Linked DNA regions of Gossypium hirsutum: region 1 is linked to region 2. The links are chromatin contacts, called in public Hi-C maps. All regions are on one chromosome and are shown on one strand. The core of a region is the stretch at or near the end of the contact, and the rest is flanking DNA. Distances in the headings are between cores, read along the strand shown. Region 1 holds the start of LOC107946544. Region 2 holds the start of LOC107946629.

Region 1 (3,736 bases), core at 1,155-3,654, 240 kb before region 2:
TTATTAATTTAAATTTTACTGTTATTTTAAATAAAAATATTGTTTACAATATTAAATTCTAAATAATTTTGACATGACAATTTACATGATGACAATTTACATGATAATTTATGTGTACTACTAATATGATATTGTTTGTTTTATATATTATGCTAATAAATAATTATAAAATTATAAAATTATTTAAAAAATATATAAATTATACATTTTATCAATATATTTAAAAATTTAATATTTTAGTAAATATTTTCATTAAACAACTTTTTTTTAAAAATTGAAGCTAAATTTAATTAAAAATAATAAAAATAAAATTAACAAAAGATATAAACATTAAAAATTAAATTTATCATATTAAAGCAATATTCCTTTTATGAAATAAATATAATGGCCTCGATTAAAGTAATATTCTTTATTTTCTTTTTTTTTAAAAAATCTATGATTAATAATCAAATTTAATTAATTGTTATGACCAGCATTAAAATAATAAATATTCGTTTGAGACAGCTAAACACGCTTCGTTTAAAAGCCATGTGCCCCAAAAATCTATGGTGGTCCATATGGAGAATGGAATAATTTATAATAATATAATATAATATAACTTATATTTGACTTGATGAGAATATCATTTATTTTTTTATCATACTATTAAATTTATATTTAAAAATATCCATAATTTAATTTAAAATTATTAATTATAATTCTATTTAAAAGTAAATTATGATAAATTTATTAAATTTAAAAACGAGTTATAACTTAAATAAAAATTTAAACATATTTATTATCAATAAGATAAAAATAATTAATAATAATGGTTAAAATATTATTTTAAAATTCAAAATTATTTCTAATTTTTTATAAGTAAACTTTTTTTATTTCCATATTTATTAACATAATAAAATAAAGTTATAACTTAAATAAGAGTTTAAATATATAATAGACAAATTGATTTTGCCTTTATAATTATTAATTATTTAGTTTTAGAGTTATATATATATATTTTTGAATTTGAATTTGAATTTGCATCCATAAATAACATCCATTACTAGCACCAATATCTCAAAATTAAATATTCGAACAACAATGACACTGAAGAGCATGAGATAGATATGTAAGATAACTTTAATTAACTTTTTTTATAAATTATTTATTATGTGCGAAACAAGTACTTTTTTATATTTTCTTTTTATTTTAAAAAATGTAAAAAGGATTTACCATATAAGATCTCAATAAACTTTTTAATGTTTATTAGTTTAATGTAAATATATTTCATCTCTAATCAAATTAATGTAAATATCTTTTGTACTTATGATCAATAATTATTATAATAAATGTATGTTGTTTTATTTTTTAAATTTTAATTTAATATTACTAATATATTATTTCCAATTTTTTTATTTATAAAAATATTTATTTTAAATATTAATTTATATATTATGTATTCTTTATTTTTAATTTATAAAAAATCATATAGGATTGAGAACGAGTAAAATAGAAATGGCAAAGGTTTTGGTATCTCTGTGGCCTTTTCTTGTTTGTTGGTTTTGGCTTTTGTACAAAAATAAGAATCTCTTAATAATATTTTAACGGGCATGAGGTGGAGTCTCTTAAGCATAATATATAATGGAGTACACCCTGTGGTGGTTTAAATCAAGGTTTAACAAATTTAATCAGCACATGCTTTTCTTTTGCTACAAATATGTTTTAAAGAAATAAACAACTAATTAGGTAAAATAATGACTAATCCTTTGGTTATAAAGAGGTAAACAAGTAAATATTTGTTGGTGATGTGTAATGTTATAATGGGTAGGGCATTGATGGGTAGTTAGGTTGGGTAAATTTTAATAAATTTGAAAAATGTCACAAGATTATTGCAAAAAAGTCAAAAACTTAAAATGCCTTTTTATTAACTTTGATTGTGCAGAGTCTATTTTTCAAAAAGAGAAACATTCTCTGTTCATTCAATAAAAGGTTTTACATTCTTTATTTTGTTAAAAGGGCAAAGGAGTGATATTAAAGAAATTTACCAACATAGGAATTAGAAGGTATGGTAGCGAGATGACCCATAAATTATTTTTATTATTATTATTCATCAAAATAAAACTTAAGTAAGTAATTCCCTTAACTAAATCATCCCAACAAATATTTTGAAAGCACAAATATATTAATTATTTTGGAGTAAAATAGGATAACTTGCTCAAGAATAAAAATAATGCCCAAAAGCAAAGCAAAACAACTGACTCAGCAAAAAGCATCCTTTAATTAACTTATAATAAAAGGAAAATTAATATGAAAAAGCAACTTCAGGCTTCACAGCTTCACCTTCAAGTTTAATTAGAAGGGTATTTCGGTAAAAATAAAAAGATACAGACAATATATAAAGGGACCTACCAAGTTATATAAAACATAAATAAATCATATTTTTTTCCCTCACCGTAAGGTTAGCTTCTTCATGTAATAGATTGCATCAACCTCTTAATATTGCAATTAACTCTCTTTTATCTTCCCCCCCTCTCTCTCTCTCTCTCATAAACATTCAAAAACATTCTTAAGAATATTGAACCCCCAAAGAAACACAGAAAGGAAAAATAAAAATAAAAATACATAATGTTATGTTTCAGATCAAACCCTTATGCATTGTTTTTTCTTTTATTTTTTTCTTTGTTTCTTTTTGGACGTGAAATAGGTTCTCAAGCTTTAAATGTCCAGACTTTGAATATTTCAGGTACTGATTTTTATTATTTCAATGAAAGTTTTGGTTTTTATTTCTGGGTTTTTTTTATTGAAATCATTTTTTTATAGGGTATTGTAAAAGTTTTGTGTTTGGGGAGAGAGAGCAGAGTGAAGTGTTAGCATGGAGGAAGATAGAAAGGAGGAACCTTGTAGAGGGAAGTGAAGGAGACAACAACTCGTCTTTGATTTTGGCTGAAAAAAGGACTTACAGGAGAGACCCTCTTAATGATTTTCACAAGTACACTGGTGGCTGGAATATCAGCAATGAACACTACTGGGCTGTCAGTTTCTTCCCTTGTTCACTTTTTTTTGATAAATTGATGCATGCAGCCTGGAATCATGAATTTTATATGTTGTTGGCTGGTTTGATTGTGTTTGGTGTATGTAGTCCTTTAATTTCCACAGTTTTATTTGATATTCGTATGATTTTTCCTAGAAATTTCATACCTTTATGTGTTTGTGATTGGTTTTGATGCTTATTAAGAACACTTTATTCTCCGTAATCCTGTTTTTCCCTTAGGTTCTTCCCTGATCATCGATTCGGTTCTGTTTTCTTTTTTCTGTTATGTCAATCTCAATGAATCAAATTATCTTGCCAGTCGCTGGTACTTAGAAAACTTATAAAGTTTTCATGTCTGATAATGCAGTCTGTGGGTTTTACGGCGGCTCCTTTCTTTGTCATTGCTGCAGTCTGGTTTGTGATATTCGCACTATGCTTGTTCATCATATGCATCCGTCATTGCTGCTGTCAACTAAATTCTTATGGCTACTCTCGGACAGCTTATGCGCTATCCCTTATTTTCCTCATACTCTTCACCATTGCTGCAATGTACCGACACTCTTTTCGTGCTAAACTTTTGAGATATGTATGTTTTGAATAACCGTAAAATTGCTCACTCCATATATAACTTCATATTACAGTGCCGGGTGTGTTGTGCTGTACACTGGTCAGGGAAAATTTCATGGCTGTACAACAGACACACTGGATTATGCGGTTAGTAAGGCA
Region 2 (3,615 bases), core at 166-2,665:
TTGGTTCAAGTCTTTTATTTCGATAATAATTTTTTTGTATTAGTCTAATAAAAAAGCTTATATATAAACCATGATCCACATAAAGCTGTCAGGTTTAACCGATGAAAACGGTCTGTTTCCGTTTATTCTATTTGAAATTAAATTGTAATAATGGTAGTGTTGGTGGTGAGTGACACACTCGGACGGTGCCCATAGCTTTTTCTCAATCCGTTGGTTGAATTGGAATTCCAATTTGCAAAAACCATTTGCTTCTTAACCCCCCACCTAACCCAACCCCAACCCCAACTCTATCCCTACTCTGGTCAGCTCTTACGTCTTTAACTCTGCTCTACCTGTCCCTCCTTCCACTTTCTCATTTCTCATTTCTCATTTACTCCCCACTCATATATATCGGCAATATTAATTAAGTTTTAATATAATTTTACATGTGAATTTTACTAAAACTATAATTATATGAATATATATTATTAATAAAATTTTTGATTGAATTAGTGTTATTCTTAATTAAATTATTAATTTAATTAGGAAGGTATGTTAATATTATTTCGTAATTAAAATAATTAATATTATTCGAGAGTATTTTAAATTTTCACTTTAAAAAACTAAATAAAAATAAGAAAAATTATATGCATATAGTTAAATTTAAACTCATGTCAATTACACTAGTAAAACTTTTAATTTACTACTCAAATAAAATTAAATTTTGATATTTTGATATATTTTAATTTTATTGTGTATAGTTTATCACCTCAATTTGTTTTATATATTAATAATATATTTGATCGAGTTGATATTATAAGTTAACTCGACATCAACTTAAATGATAAATAATTTAATTTAATTTTTTAATTTTAATAACGTACATATTTCATGTGTTATTATTAATTAATTTGAAACCATATGTTTCATTATCTATGTTATTTTTAAATAGTTTTATATTTATGATTTCTACACAAATACACGTGAGATAGGATTTGTAGATGAAAATATAAAATGATTTATAGATTTTTAGAAAATGATTGAGGAAAATGAATGTGAGTTAATTTACACGCGTTTTACCAAACAAAATACTGAAATACTTGCATATACTATTTTGATGCTTAAATTCATTTTTTTTAATTTCAAATCCTAATCAAAATGTTAATTTATGATATATATTTATGCATTAAAATAATATATTTTTTTATAACGCATATTTCTACCCATAACTCATAATTTATATGTTAGAAAAAAAGGTTTAAGCTAAACTCTATCTGCATGATCTCTCTTAAATCTAAATTTAGAATCAGTTATTATTTAATAATTATATAGCGTATTTAGTAGAAACAAATTGGTTTTTTTTAAAAGAAAAGTCATGAATGCGAAAATGAGAGGAAAACAATGACGTGTGAGCCACAAAGAGCAGTAATAATAATGAAAGCGGATTGAAAATAAATAAAGAAAAGTTTAGGGGCAGAAGCTCAAAAGCCAAGAATTTAGAATCCCAATCCCCCCCCACCCTATGAATACATGGCTCGAGTGAAGCTAGGTTTGCCCAACTAAACAGCCAAACACTACTTTTTAGAAATTAAAATAACACATCTATTCTCTTCTGTAACAGCTTAATAAAAAATGGCGGCTTCTTCTAGAAGGTCTAGTGGTCCGGTTCTCCGATCTCATTCCCCATCTTCCCGGTTTACTTCTTTCTACGCTTCACAGTCACACTCTCCATCTTCTTCTTCCTCCGCTTTTGCCTATTCCAGTTCAGGTTTCTCTTCACGTTCAACTTTCTTCAATCAACCAAGATCTACTTCTCCACCACGTGTTAACCTGCACAGAAACTCTTCATCAGCGTCATCTGTGCGGTTCTCGCTCGACAACCGTCCGATCTCACCGAACCGTTCAATCACCACCGTCCGGAGAACCACTGAGGCGTTGAAGAATTTACAGAGCAAACAGACGAAGCGGACTTGCATGTGTTCACCTACAACGCATCCGGGATCGTTCCGTTGCAGTCTTCATAAGAGCTTCAATACTTCGCATGCCGGGACAGGTTACGCGCCGAGTAATCGGCTTAACGCGCGTAGATCTGCGATGACGAACTCGCTCGTGAGAATCGGTGGTGTCGAAGGAGATCTGGTTAAGAGAGCTTTGTCGGCTTTGATTAGACCTTCCTCTCACCAGCAGCGTCGCCGTGAAGCTTTCCATCCTAGGCCTAGCCGGCTATCCGTGATGTCAAAAGCCGAAAACTTATGAGGGTTTCGTATGCGGTTTGTGTAATCTTTTAACGCTTTTAGGTCGTCTCCGAGATTTTCCGGTGATCTGAGATCGAGCTTCGGAGTAACGCCGCGGTCGGTGGCTGTGAAGTCAGTTTCCTGCGACGATGTTGGAGATTTTGGACGAAGGATTCGGACGGATTTGAGCTAGTATTGTCCCGCTGACCGAAACCTTAAAATTCGAGGAAGAAATTATCATATAGTTTGTTGGTGTAAATACACTCATATTGCAGCCAATGGCAAATTTGAGGAGCTTTTGGACTAAAAACAAACTTTTAAAATCTCTCCAAAAATCACTAATCTAATTCAATCCAATCAAATTAACTCTTATTCAAAAATTCCATTCCAGATCTCCACATTGATTCGTTATAATTTTTGTTTCTTCCGTTGGATTAGCTCTGCAAACACCGTTCCATTCGATTGCAGTTCCTTTACTATTTCGTCATAGATTTTTTCCCGTTTTCCGTTCCAGCAGTTTCTTCCGTTTGTTTTATTTTCATCTTGCCGTCCACCGTTTTCAAATATTTGCAGTAATTTATTTTTAAAAATTCCGGTTCCTTTATTTATTATTTTCTTTAAGTCTAATTTGATTTTAATATTCTTCACTTGTTTATGATGCAGGTATCGGAATTGGACGAAATGGTTGGCGGTATTTATTTGTTTATACTGGATAATTTGACCGAATTTTAGGCCTGGAAGTAGAAGATAACCCCCTTGAACATACAGAACATTGGACCCTTTTAAGAGAAAAAAAGCTAATTAATTACAAATGTTAAGGATCATATTAATAGGGGAATTAAATGACAAGAGAAGAGAAAAAACATATAATTTCATTGAAATTGAAACTACAAGGAAAGCAAGGGGCTTGGTTGGGAATTCAATTTCGTAATTATGTCCTTTTCCATTTTATATTTAAAATCACAAGTGGCGCAATTATGTGACAGCTAAGCTGTTTATTTTAAAAAGGAGAAATAAATAGCATTATCTCAAACCCACCAAAAGCTCCGACCTCCTAAGTCCTATCTAATCTGCAACGCCATAAGACTTCACAACATTCTCATTTACCCCCCACCAAAGGGAGAAATTCCCCTACAAAAGTCAAATTTGTTTCAATTATTGTAATATGGAGGAGAGGAAAAGAATGTCGAGATTTATTATTTAGGTATTAGATGAAAATAGAGGTGATCATGGCTTGGGCCGGGTCGGGTTCAGGTCGGGCTAAGATAAAATTTTAGGCCCGTCTATTAGGCCTGGGCCCGGCCCGGCCCAAAATATGGGTCTAAAATTTTGTCTAAGCCCGGCCCGAAATAAAATTACTAAGCTCGAGCCCTGCCCGGCCCGGCCCATATTAATTTTTTTC

Evidence for each region. A called contact is a pair of places that touch in the nucleus more often than the background predicts.
Region 1: a contact with region 2 is called in a Hi-C map of leaf, with 2.4 times the contacts expected there. The contact joins the promoter of LOC107946544 here to the promoter of LOC107946629 in region 2. A contact is called at or near these places in 7 of 34 Hi-C or Micro-C datasets (hypocotyl, leaf and petal).

Annotation. Positions count from the first base shown.
Region 1 is chrA08:40,785,925-40,789,660 of Gossypium_hirsutum_v2.1, reverse strand. LOC107946544 reads left to right here and starts at 2,404. Exons shown (of 9, transcript XM_016880933.2): 1 at 2,404-2,722; 2 at 2,800-3,011; 3 at 3,378-3,559; 4 at 3,652-3,736. The coding sequence starts at 2,605.
Region 2 is chrA08:40,544,030-40,547,644 of Gossypium_hirsutum_v2.1, reverse strand. It overlaps LOC107946629, which reads left to right and starts at 1,415. Exons shown (of 1, transcript XM_016881041.2): 1 at 1,415-2,596. The coding sequence starts at 1,612. The coding sequence ends at 2,235.